2 separate regions of the Mus musculus genome follow, and region 2 is linked to region 1. The links are chromatin contacts, called in public HiChIP or PLAC-seq maps. All regions are on one chromosome and are shown on one strand. Each heading gives the region's core, a stretch centred on a gene start, on an enhancer-like site or on the middle of the called end of the contact. The rest is flanking DNA. Distances are from core to core; before and after follow the strand shown. Region 1 overlaps Cdc42bpb (CDC42 binding protein kinase beta). Region 2 overlaps Mark3 (MAP/microtubule affinity regulating kinase 3).

Region 1 (6,516 bases), core at 1,272-3,771:
TTTGGTCATGGCAGCTGTCAGAAAAGTTATTCACTGGTTTTTCAATTTTTTAAACCTACATAAAGGTTTCTACTGCCCCAACATCCCCATTCCCGAACCACCAAAGAGAAAGAGAGGAAGAAAGACTTCACCATAGTCACACACGTAAAGGTCAGAAACTGATGAAGACCTCCAACTCAAATTAAAATAAAAGACATAAAGATTAAATAAACTTTAGATAATTCATGATCATAAACCAGAAATTAAGAAAACATGATGTTTCTAAGAGAAAATTATTCATCAAAATCAGCTTTAAAAAAAGAGAGACAGCAGGATGTGGGGACTCAGGATCCCAGCACTCGGGTGGCAGAGGCAGATGTCTCCAAGTTCAAGAACAAGTCCGAACTATATAGTGAGATCCTGTCTTGTCCCCTACCCGTCCGAAAGAAAGAAAGAAAGAAAGAAAGAAAGAAAGAAAGAAAGAAAGAAAGAAAGAAGAGAAACGAAAAGAAAAGAGAAAGAAAAAAACCCTCCAACACACACATACACACATACACGATAAAACAGGCACCAGAAAGATGGCTCAGTGGTCATGAACACGTGCTGCTCTCACAGGGGACTTGAGCTCGAGCATATAAACACACAAAGATTGTTAATACCAATTCTTCCAATTCAAGAAAGAAAGAAAGAAAGAAAAAAGAAAGAGAGAGAGAGAGAGAGAAAAGAAAGTCAGAAAGCAAGCAGGCAAGAAGGAATGCCTCTTATTGCTTGAGACCAAAATACCCCAAACAAAACCAAGCATGCAATGTGGAAACTAGACCCATTACCTCTTATGAATGCAAACACAGAAATCCTCAATAAAACAGTACCAACAAACTAATTCCACTGACACAAAAAGTGAGGACCACACCTAGTGAGACTTACCCCACAGAAGCCAGGCTGGCTCTGCTTCTAATGCAGGGCGTACAATGTAAGCTCCTGGGGGAGGAAGGCTGCAGGGCGACCTCAATACGAACAGAAAAGGCACGGAGCAGACCCAATGACTCTGATCACATAGACTTGCTCTACAAACTAGAGTCAGAAGAGTTCAAAGCCCGACAGGACGTCCAGGGAAAGCCCGTGGCTAACAGCATGCTCTCTGGTGAGGATTGGATGCTCCCGAGGCCACCACGAACACAAGCAGAGCTACTGCGGCTCCTCTACCTCAGTGTTCTTGGTCTCCAGCACAATTATTCCACAGAGAAAGAAACTGGACCCAAACTGCAGAGGCAAATCTCCTTCTCAGCACTTGGGAGGGTGCGGGGGGAGGGGGGGTCTCTCCAAGGGTTGGCGGGGGTATTGTTTTGCTTTGCTTTGTTTCTGAACAGAGGTCTCACTACATAGAACAGGCTGGCCCAGAGTTTGCAGGACTGCTGCCTCAGCTTTGCAGATTAAAAATTCTAAGCACCAGAGGTTGGAGAGATGGCTTGGTGGTTTAAGGCACAAACTACTCTTTAAAGGACCTTCAATTCCCAGCACCCATGCAACAGCTCACAACTGTCTGCAGCTCCAGACCCAAGGGGATTCAATGCCCTCTTCTGGCCTCGATGGGCACTGCATGGGCACTGCATGTACGTACACAGTACACAAAACACGCAGGCAAAGCAGTCATATATATATGTATATATAAAATCTATTTCTGTTAACCTTCTAGTTGTTGTTTCAGGGTCTCTTTATATAGCTCTGGCTGTCCTGGAACTCATTCTATACTCCAAGCTGGCCTCAAACTCACAAAGCTCCTCTTTGCCTCTGCCTCCCAGGTGCTGCGACTTAAGAAATGTGACAGTCAGCCGGCAGTGGTGGTGTGTGCCTTTAATTCCAGCACTTGAGATGCAGAAGCAGGTGGATTTCTGTGAGTTGAGGACCAGCCTAGTCTACAGAGTGAGTTTCCCACCACCCAGGACTATGTATAGAGATCCTGTCTCAAAAAACAAAATAGGGCTGGCGCAGGAGAACTGTGGGTTCACAGACAGCTGGAACGACATAAGAAGACCATGTCTAAAAACAAACTAAGCAACAAAGAAAAGGAAGGGGAGAAAGGAGAAAGCAGAAGGCGGAAGGCGGGAGGCAGGAGACGGCAGAGGAGACACAAAGGAGAAATGATGTGAAACTCTGTGACCTTGGACTTGGCAATGACTCCTTAGCTGTGAAACTAAAAGCAACTAAAGAAAATTAAGTTGGACTTCATCAAAATTGCTCTTGTGCTTCAACGGACAACATGAAGAACGGAAGCTGAAGCTCCAGAGACTGGGAGCAAACTGTGTGTTTATTATGAGACTTGTATCCTATAAACAACTCCAAACTCAACACTGAAAACAAAACTGATACAATTTTAAATAGAACTTGAATATTTTTTTTAAAAAAGACAAATAGCCAACAGACAGGAAAAGGTGTTAAACACAAGCCACTAAGAAGCAGCAAGGCCATCAACAGTGAGGACTCTGCCCACAGGGACGAGCAGCAGGCAGAGCAGGCAGGAGACGCCGTGGCCTCTGCCGTGGAGGACAATCTGTAGTTCCTCAAAACACAGACACAGAGCTGCCACCTCTGCCATCTCTAACCCGGAGAGGAATGAAAAACACGTGTCCGTCCACACAAGAATTGTACACAGATATCTTATTATTCCTAACAGCCAGTGGAAGCCCAAATGTGCACCAACTGATGAATGGATAAACAAACTATAAACCTGCTGTATGACAGATAGAGCAGTGCTCAGTGACAAACAGGAGTGAACAGAGACGCACACGGCACAGCCTTGGCAGAACCCTGAAGACACGCCAGTGAGAAACAAGCGAGGCAAGCTGAGGCAGGAGGTTCACCACGAGTGCAAGATCAGCAGAGACACAGAGTAAGCCCCTTGTGGGGTGGAGCAGGAGTACCATCATGTTTCCTCAACACTGCCCAGATTAACTTTAAAAGGATTTATGTATTCATGTATTTTATGTATGAGTGCTCTGTCTTCAGTGCACACCAGAAGAGGACATCGGATCCCTTTACAGATGGCTGTGAGCCACCATGTGGTAAACTGGAAGAGCAGTCAAAAGAACTGAGCCATCTCTCCAGCCCCAAGATTAATTTTAACTGTACATCAAAAGGCTGTCTTGTTAATATACTTAAACAAATTCAATGATTTGATTTCAAATATTTTGGGTTAAAAACATCCATGTGTGAATGAGCTGCAGAATTGCTTCAAGGAGGGTGTGGTGGGCGTGCCCTGGGAGGCAGAGGCAGGTGGATCTCTGAGTCAGAGCCCAGCCTGGTCTATATGATGACTTCTAACCTTGCAAAGGATGAACAGTGAGACTCTGTCTTACCAGAACAGATACAGCAAAATTACTTTAAGGACTGCTATTTATCAATCACTTATAAAATTAGCATCTTTCTCAGTAGCAATCACTATAAAATGGCATTGGGAGGGCTAGCGAGATGGCTCAGCAGGTAAGAGCACTGACTGCTCTTCCAAAGGTCCTGAGTTCAAATCCCAGCAACCACATGGTGGTTCACAACCACCTGTAATGAGGTCTGACGCCCTCTTCTGGTGTGTCTGAAGTCAGCTACAGTGCACTTATGTATAATAATAAATAAAGCTTTGGGTTGGAGCGAGCAGCGACTGAGTGAGCAGAGTTGACCGGAGCAAACAGAGATCCTAAAAATTCAATTCCCAACAACCACATGAAGGCTCACAACCATCTGTACACAACCAGGCTGTACTCACATACATAAATTTTTTTTAAAAATGGCATTGGGAATTAAAAATATGGTATGTGTTAAAAAATATTCAGCATGCAGACTCCAATTCCTTACACAGAACGGCGGGGCTCAGTTCCTTCATTTCACATTTGTTCTGTCAAGGGTGATGTGCCACAGAGCCACAGCCTTGCAAGCATGGTGGCTGTGGGGAAGGGGGCCCACTGACCTTCTCAGTTCACTTCTGTGAAACCCGAGTGAAAACTCAAGGTTTTGTGCAGTGAGAACTTTCCCTCGTTTACTTCCAAGTGACTTCTTCCTCCATACCAGAAGCTCAGGAACTAAACAAACTCAGCTCCGTGTCATTTCAAGACAGTTCACATACAACTGCTGTGCCACAAATAGCAGCACTGAGCCCCTTCTGGTCTTCCTGGCCACGCCCTGGAGGAGGCGGGCACTGTGGGGAACCCCTCTCAGGCTTACCCTCTCCTCTATCCCTCTCAGCTGATTTCTGTCTGTAGAGTAGGCTGGACTCCCTACCTCTGCTCCCTCCTTAACTTGGATCCCTTTCAAGAAAACCGAAACATAGAAACTGAAACAGCAAATGTATCCAGATCAAAGGAAAGGTAAACCCAGGCCTCGGCAGCCACGTGTGCAGGGCCACAGAACACAGCATGCCCTTCACCTACACACTGAGGTCTCCACCCCAATCCGTCTCAAAGACCAACTGAGCCGCAGGAGTTGTGTTTTGTTCAGCAACTCAAGGCTGGTACATCCCAGGTCCTTCCTAATACTTTGTGGAGTTGCGGATACAGCTCAATGGTGCAGAGTTAGTATAGTCTGCATAAAGCCCCGTGTTCAATCCCGAGCCCTGACAAAATAGATACCTGGAATGAAAAATGAGACACAACAGCGGCCTGGCAATGACCACGCAGCTCTGTGGTGGGGAAAGCAACCAGACAAGTGGCCTCTAACGTATAAGGGCTGCAGACCTGAAACCTGTGTGTGCACCGGAGGGGAGAGGCAGGTGAGAGCGGGTGAAGGAAGGGCAGTACCACAGCAGAGCTGAGGGGCAGAGGCAGGAGACAGGCCGGGCAGGAGACTGTGTGAAGCCAGCTGTTCCTCAGCTGACCCTAGCTCACCTCCACATCACCACACCTTCCCAGCTACTGCAGCCATGCCCACTCTGCCACCACACGGAGACTGGAAATTTCTCCTTGGGGAAACTTTCAAGACCAAGAGAAAAAACTACGATACCAAATTACCAGTTCTGGATTGCCAATCACACTTATGGGGCCACGTCTTTCTTGTCTTTCTTTCCTTTCCTTCCTTCTTCCCTTCCTTCCTTTCTAAGATTTTTATTGGGCTAGCATGGTAGCCCATGCCTTCAATCCCAGCACTTGGGAGGCAGAGGCAAGAGGATCGCTGTAAGTTTGAGGCCAGCTTGGTCTACAAAGTGAGTTCGAGGACAGCCAGGGTCACTATACAGAGAAACCCTGTCTTTGAAAGAAAAAAAAAAAAAAAGAAAGAAAAATTTTATTTATATGTGATTGTGTAAGTATAAGCCACAGGTGTCCAAATAGGCCAGAAAAGAACAGGAGATCCTTTGGAGCCGAAGTTACAGGCACTTGCGGGCCACCCTTTAGATGCTGGAAGCCAAACTGGAGCCCCCTGGAAACATAGGAAGTTCTCTCTATATTGGGCGTCTCTGTAGCCCCCACCCCTGCCACATCCTATTTCTTGAAAGTGAGATAAAAGGTTCCAGTGTGATGGTGATACAGAGTTCCAATCAGAAACACAGTCAGAAAGAAAGTCAGAAGACAGTCCAAAGCCCCAGATGTGGAAACAGAGCTTCCAAAGACCCCAGTCCGTGGACAACCCCGCAACACAGAAAGACCTGTCTTAGGACGGGAGGCAGGAAGGAGGAGAGAAGGTGGGGGGAGGGGTTCAGTGCGTAAGGAGCGCCCTGTGCAAGCCAGAGGACCTACTCAGATCACAGCCTCCATGTAAAAGCTGCCCTGGTGTCTGTAACCCAGTGCTGGGGGAACAGATACAGGTGCGTCCCCAGAGCTCACTGGCCAGCTAGCCTAGCAGTCTGTGAGTTTCAGGTTCGGTAAAGAGGCAGTCTCAAAAGATAAGGTAGAGAACAACAGGAGAAGATAGCCAGTGTCTACCTGTGTCCTCTACACAGGCATGCCCACAGACACACATGTACATATACCACACAGAGAGAAAGAAACCAGAGTGAAAGGAGAAAAGGTCTGAGTGTAAGTATGTGCATAAGTCAACTAAAACACAGAAACACATTTAAAAGCTTGCCATCATAAAACAAAAACAAGATGCTATCAAAGAAATACTAAAGAACATGAACACCTAGCCAGGAGTGGGCACCACGGAAACAGGCTGCAAAGGACTAGGAGACGCAACTGAACGTCTTCGCTCAGATGCACATAATGGAGAACCCAGGAACAGAGAGTCAGAGAGCCACAGTCCCTCAGAGGCGAAGGATCCAAGGTGCCCACCAGACAACACTTCACAACCTGCACATCCCAGAGCCTCCAGATCCAAAGGGTCACACCAAGGCCGCAGAGCCTCAGTGGACCAGCAACAGAAGCGCTCGGGGAGCAGAGGCAGGAGGGATACTTCACACAGCTCAGGGAAGTCCTTTCCAGCCTTTCAGCCCACGTCCAGCCACACTGTCATCCCAGCTGGGAGGGGGAAAACATTTTTAAGCAGATCAAATTTCAAACATTTACCTCTGATGAACTCTCTCTCTCTCTCTCTCTCTCTCTCTTTCTCTTTCTCTCTCTC
Region 2 (6,888 bases), core at 457-2,956, 230 kb after region 1:
AGACAAGATGTATGGTGTGTGTATTGTGTTATAAGGAAGAGTCTAGGGGGTCTGATGATCTCGTCTTGCCTCAAGACTCCCTTGGATCTCCTCAGACACTGCATGCATGTGGTACACAGACATATATTCAGGCAAAATAATCATATACATAATATTCTAAAAGAATCTGTAGCTTGTAAACCTTATTTGGGAGATACTGAAGTAGGACTCTCAACTTCAGGTTGGGACCATATTTGATAAATTAAAATAAAACCTAAAAAAAAATACACATGTATTTCTAAAGAAAGTAACTTATAACATTTAGCTCTTTCAATTGCTTTAGATTTCTTAATATGCTTAAAAGTTTTGCCTGCATGCATATTTATACACCATGTGTGTGATTAATTTCTGTAGAAGCCAGAAGAGGGCATCAGACCCCCTGGAACTGGAGTTATAGTTTTGACCCAATATGTGAGTGCTGGGACTCAAACCCAAGTCCTCTGCAAGAGGGCACTAACCATTGAGCCACTCCTCCAGCCCTACACGTAGCTCTTCTAACAATAATAAAACAAAACAAAAAACAAAAACAAACAAATGAAAGAAAACCCCACCAACAATCAACAAAAAACCCCAAAGCCCTAAACTAAAATGAAACTAGTTTGTAAAATGAAAAAAATTGATTGTAACAAGAAATGGATTTCTCACTAATTGACTATTGGCCCCATTGTCATTACTGAATGGTGACATTAACATTTTGTTCCCTCACAGGCTGTGGTGAGTATCAGACATACAGATGCTGTTGCAGAGAATGAAGTTCTGTTTTGTATGATAGTCACCTATTCAAAATGCAGATGTTTATCTGCTGACAGTGGGGTTACATTTTAGTGATTCTTCTTGCAAATGTCTAATTATTACCCTTAACCTACCAAACTTTACAGCTTGGTTAAGCTGGCCTATTTTAACTTAAATTAGCCTACAATTTTGCAAAAATCACCTAAAACAAACATTTCATAAGAAAGTGTTGTATATCTTGGGTAATTGAATACCTGTATCCTTTCCCCCCCTCAAAAAAAAAAAGGCTGGCTGCACTGTGCACTGCAATCTTGACCATCATGGCTTATTGGTGTTTTTAGACTGTTAATTACACTGTTTATCAATGGCTCAGGAAAAAGTTGTAATGCACAATTTGAAGTACAATTTTTCTACTAAATGTCCTCCATGAATGTTTTTGTACCATGATAAGTTGGAAAAATCATAAATTGGAACTGTCTCAGCTCTTAGAACACCGGATTGAGCTATAAAACTTGATGTTTCTTGTATCAGTCTCTTGTTTTCCTCTTAAATTTATATCACGTGCTTTGGTCCTTTAGGATTCAATGAAAGCCTTGATGTTTTGTTTCTAACCTCTAGATGCTCCTAAAATTTGGCAGTACTGCATGTCCTCTCACTTCCTTGTTTTTGTGTACATTACGTTTCAGCACATTTCACATGGAGACGGGAGGCAAGAAGTCACCTCCCGCACCGGGCGCTCTGGAGCTCGGTGTAGAAACTCAATAGCTTCCTGTGCAGATGAACAGCCTCACATCGGAAACTACAGACTGTTGAAAACAATCGGCAAGGGGAACTTTGCAAAAGTGAAATTGGCGAGACACATCCTCACAGGCCGAGAGGTAAATCCCTGTCTTGCTTTTGCTGTGGTAGCTGTCCTGCTATCTCTTAAGGACCAGGACATCGTTAACAACTGCTAATCTCTTAAGGACCAGGACATCGTTAGCAACTGGCAAGTACACCAAGGGAATGAGCCAACTTGAAAAATTAGTAATGCTGTGTCTTTTTTCAATGGAAAAAAAATCAATAAAACTGTCTTGAACTGCATGTATGCACTTCTGTATATAAGCCCATACGCTCATGTTACTTGCAGATCAATGGTTGTCTGTGTACACAGGTTTATCCCACAGGTTTCCTTCCTTCTCTGGGATTTCTAGTAGCCCATGTTTGCCAGGTTGTGCCAGAGGCTCGTGCTTCCCCAGCTTTTGTGACCTTGGCTGCTTCCTCTTGCATTCCTTATCCGTGTTCATATAGTGACACCTCAGAATTATCTTCCTCTTTGCATCTTGTATGGTGCCGAGCTTCTCTTCTCCTTTGACAAGAGTGCTTGTATCTAAGTCTTGGTACCTGTTCTCTGCCTGGAGTACTTTCTCCGTCTCTGTAGGGTTTACTTCTGAGAATTAATTGGCATATCCCTTTTCTCAAGCATTAGACTCCTTAACTATCCTGATCTCTTCCTTATACAAGAGGGTTTATCTTATGTTGGTTGACTTGTCTCTCCCTCTGATATTCTATGGTAAATGTAGGGAAACGGTTGGGACTTGTTAGCGGTCACATGACTATAATTGTGTGATTGAAAGATGAAAGATGCTTTTTAAAGAGATGTTCTGGTTGGGTGTGGTGCTGCGTACTTTGGTCCCAACACTTGAAAGGCAGAGGCAATAGGATCTCTTGAGTTTGAGACAGGCCTGATCTGTAGAGTAAGTTCCAGGACAGTTGGGGCCATACATAGAAACCCTTTCTCAAAAACAAAACAAAACAAAACAAATTAGTAAACCTTCTAAATGCAACCAGTTCAAGAATCCAGTGGCTGTCTATGCTTCTTAGAGGCAGTTATTCATTTGACCATAACTTAAAATGCATCCAAATGGCAAACAAAACCCACGAGAGTGTTTGCATTCACACAGAAAGTGGCCATGCTGATCAGGGCACATGGCAGGCTCCTAGCACCCCACTGGCTTAGAGAATATAGAGCCAGTTCTTTTTTCCTTTGTTTTGGCTCTGTCTGGCTTGGAACTTGTTATGTAGGCCAAGCTGGCCTCAACTCAGACATCTACCCACCCCTGCCTCCCAAGTGCTGAGATTAGAGTTGTGCCCCACCACACCCAGCATGAGCCCTTTTTGATAGACCTCTTCCACGTGCCCTTTAGCTCTTCTAGATTTTGTTTTTGCTGGAACTTGAAAAAGGTTGGGAAGCCCTGTTTACCCTAACTAGCTCTTAAGACAATAAAAGAAGATAGACCTCTTGATAGATCCCAGTTTTAGTGCCTATATTCCTGTGGAGATATGGAGTCTCCTGTTTAGGAGCTGAAAGCACCTGAAGAGGGGACTCATCCCTGGTGTCCTGGAGCGGCGTTTCCTAGAGATAAGAAGTTCTTTTTTCTTGAAATAGGGTTTCTCTGTATAGCCAGTGTGTCCTAGAACTCACTCTATAGACCAGGCTGACCTCCAACTCAAAGATCAGCTTGCTTCTGCCTCTGCCTCCCTCCCGAGTGCTGGAACTAAAGACGTGTGCCACCCAGGCCCATCAAGATGATAAGTTTTTGATATAACAAATTAGTACCTATCAGTTCCAGATGTTTGCTCCAGTTTCCTGAGGTTAACAAGACAGACAGACCAACCATGTTTGCTGGAGTCTGGTCACTGTGCTTACTTTTAGTGTAGTCTTTCTCCAGAAAGTGACCATAGTGACTTAATAAGGTTTTTCTCAGTTTTCAAAAACTTTAGTCAAAATTATTTTTTGCTTTTTTCTTTCTGTTGTATGTATGACCAGAATTATATATGTAAACATTATACAAGTTGTTATGTAGAAAGCAAAAATTTTGTTTTTTAAAAAATTTCTCTATTCCAAGAGAATTTCTCCAGTTCTTATATAGACATTAACTTTTTGCTTAACAAAGAAAGAGACTTATGGGCATGATAGTGATTTCTATTATTTGGCTATTTTTAATAGCAGTACTGTTTCTCTTATCAGGGTGTGTGTGAGGATGGCCATGCACAACACTTTCCACGTGTAGAGATTAGAACCATGCTCTCCTACCATTGTGGATTTTAGGTTTCAAATTCAGGTTGCGATTATATGGCAAGCACTTTTGTATGTTGAGCCTCTCTCCAATCAAGTAGTAATATCTTTGGTTAGTAATGAGCCTTGATCACTGTCTTTGTCTTCCTGGAAATCACATATTAGTTAAAGGCAGCATAGTCTTCAGTATACAGTGGGTCAGAGTGACTACTGGGGATATTTCTAAATGTTTTTGTTATTAAGACAAATAGATCCATAGTAAATAGTCTTTACCCGATGATGTGTGCTCTTACTCAGAATGTAGGATAAGCGTGGTTATGGTGGTGCACACCTGTAATCCCAGTATTTGGGAGGCAGAGGCAGGTGGATCTCTGAGTTCAAGGCCAACCTGATCTACAGAGTGAGTTTCAGGAATCAGAATATAAGGTCATAGGAAAAAAGCTCTGGGTCAGAGTGGGCAAATATTTGACATTGTAATAGACACTATTAAGCCAATTTTGAAGAATCAAAATATTATCCTTTAAAAATGAATGTCTGTTTTTCCACTTCTTGCCTAAGCTCTATAAGAAACTTTTGTCTGATTGTCCATTTTTGCTGATCTAATAGAATATCAGATAGCATACTTTATTGTAAAAAAATAAATCATTTCTGACAATTTGGGAGGCTGGAGAGAAAAGTCAGTGGTTAAGAGCATGGACTGTTCTCCAGGTGACCCACGCTTGATTCCCAGCAGTCACGTGAGGTCACGGGAACTCCAGGCCAGAGCCTCCATGAGCACCGTGACTCATGTGCACATACTTGACACACAAAACTTAATAAAAAGTAAATCTTAAAACTGACAACTGTGGTTGCCCACACCTTTAGTCTCAGCACTCCAGAGTGAGTTCCAGGACAGCCAGGGATAGAGACTCTTGGGGGGTGAGGGGAGGGGTGTGTGTGTGTGTGTGTGTGTCAGTCTGTCTGTCTGTCTGTCTATACTTGTGTGGTCACAAGGGGGCAACATTTAATTGTACGGACTGACTGTCTTTTTGCAGTCTGGTCATCTCTGGCTATCTGTTTAAGTTGGAGCTCTAAGAAGTGGATTGTGTTCATGTGTACAGGATATGACCACCAAGCTTGCCATTGGCAGGTTATGGTACTTTCATGGAGACCCCCGACACCTGTCTGTATCTCTTCTCTGGGTATATTACATTCGTCTAGATAGGGAGCTGCCCTTCTGCCTGGAGCAGAGTTGGAGGACAGCATCTTGTTCCAGTCAACACTAATTACTCATTCATTTTTTTTGTCTTTTTAACATGTGCCTTCACATCTATGTCCTGTTATTGCTAGACCTTCCTACTTAACTGGAGTGTCTGCACTCCTTTCTCCTCATGTCCTGTCCCTTCACTAGAGGAGACTGTAGCCCCACTTACTCTTAGCCTCCAATTCTTATCTATTTATTTCATTAGCAGTTCTGGAGATTGAACCCACAGTATTGTGTATACTAAGCACTTTACCTCCAGCCTCTGATTCTAAATACTTAAAGCACTTACTGTTGGTTGTAACAGTGGTCCTGTGGCATACTAAACTTCTTGAGGCTTCAGATCATTATATGTTTTAGCTGGATTTTCCTCTCTTTTCTTTTTCTTTTGGTCTTTAAGATCGAGTTTCTCTTTGTATTCCCTAGCTGTCCTGGAACTCATTCTGTAGACTAGGCTGGTGGCCAGCTCACAGAGATCCGCCTGTCTCTGCCTCCTAATTATTGGGATTACAGGTGTATGACGCCACCACCACAGCCCGGCTGGATTTTTTTTCCCCTTATGAGGACTGTGCTAACAACTTTTTAGGAATAGCAGAAGAAGCCACAGCTAAGTCTTTTTAAAATGATTTTTGTATTTGTCTATAGGCTACATGTTTTTGAGGAATGTTTTTATATCTTATTGCCCTCCTTCTGGATTTTATTATTTGAGTTCTCAAATACCTTTATTTATATATGTGTTATTGCTATTGATAGTTACTATATTCTGAAGGTAACACTTAAGAAAATTAAACTAGATATGGTGGTGTACACTTTAATCCCAGCAAGGGGAATAGGGGTGGGCAGATCAAGCACTGTTAGTTTGAGGCCAGCTAGGACTAGACAGTGAGACCTTGTCTCAAAAAAGCAACCAACAAGAAAGTTAGAATATAACAATAATGCTATTGGATATTAATATATTGCATTTTTTATGAAAAACAACTTTGTAATACAAATTATGGGAGAATTTTATTTTATTTTTGTTTATGATTTCTATTTTTAACTTTTTATCTATTTTAATTATACATGTTTATATGTGCCTGCTTGTTTGTAGGTCAGAAGAGGGGATTGGATACCCTGGAACTGGAAATACTACAGGTGGTTTGTGAACTACCTGTTTTGGGTGCTGGGAATTGAACTTGTTCCCTTCACAAGAGCATCAAGTGCTCCTAACCAGAGTCATCTCTACAGCTCTTATTTTTATTTTTAATTTTGTGTGTCTGTGTGTCTCTGAGGGGTGTTTGTACACATGAGTGCATGTGCCCTTTGTGACCAGAAGAGGGCATTGGTTTTCCTGGAGCTGTTGTTTCAGGTGGCTGTAAGCTGTTCAGCTTGAGTTGGGGAACTGAACTTGGGTTCTTTGCGAGAGCAGTATTTGCTCCTAACAGTTGGGCCATTTCTTCAGCCCACATTTTTACTTTTTCCCCAGGGATCTCTATTTTAAGACCCCATAGAATTTTGCTAAATTTTAGTCTTTTCTGCATTGTTTGGTTGAAGGGTGTGAAGAGATATGTAGTTAAAAAGGAAGGGATGCTGGGCTGGTGGCAGTGCCCTTTAATCCCAGCACTGGGAAGGCAGAAGCAGGCAGAGGTCTGACTTTGAGGCAGCCTGGTCTACAGAGTGAGTTTCAGTATTGCTAGAGCTGCACTGAGAAACCAGGGTTGGGGGAGGGAGGTTTCAGGGTATCATGCATGTGTTCTTTGTGCTGTTATAGAACTCAGCATAGAGGGTTGTTTTGTTTTGTTTTGTTTTTTTTAAGGTGGAAGGAGTGATTAATTGGATT

The links. HiChIP or PLAC-seq counts read pairs in DNA pulled down with a chosen protein or histone mark.
Region 2: a contact with region 1 is called in an H3K27ac HiChIP or PLAC-seq map of microglia, with 6 times the contacts expected there. The contact joins two enhancer-like sites. A contact is called at or near these places in 2 of 115 datasets of contacts at active chromatin or transcription factors (embryonic stem cells and microglia) and 3 of 9 other capture datasets (adipose tissue, liver and pancreatic islet).

Annotation. Positions count from the first base shown.
Region 1 is chr12:111,362,915-111,369,430 of GRCm38.p6, forward strand. The region is part of intron 1 of Cdc42bpb (CDC42 binding protein kinase beta); the gene reads right to left. Among named protein-coding and RNA genes, the nearest start is that of Cdc42bpb, 12 kb to the right of the region's middle. Within about 2 kb of position 2,522, at least 8 of the 459 cell types and tissues checked have an H3K27ac peak or open chromatin away from gene starts, as enhancers often do. A contact at or near this core is called in microglia, where this site is marked.
Region 2 is chr12:111,591,120-111,598,007 of GRCm38.p6, forward strand. Mark3 (MAP/microtubule affinity regulating kinase 3) reads left to right here. Exons shown (of 18, transcript NM_001370744.1): 2 at 1,458-1,649. Among named protein-coding and RNA genes, the nearest start is that of Mark3, 20 kb to the left of the region's middle. Within about 2 kb of position 1,707, at least 22 of the 459 cell types and tissues checked have an H3K27ac peak or open chromatin away from gene starts, as enhancers often do. A contact at or near this core is called in microglia, where this site is marked.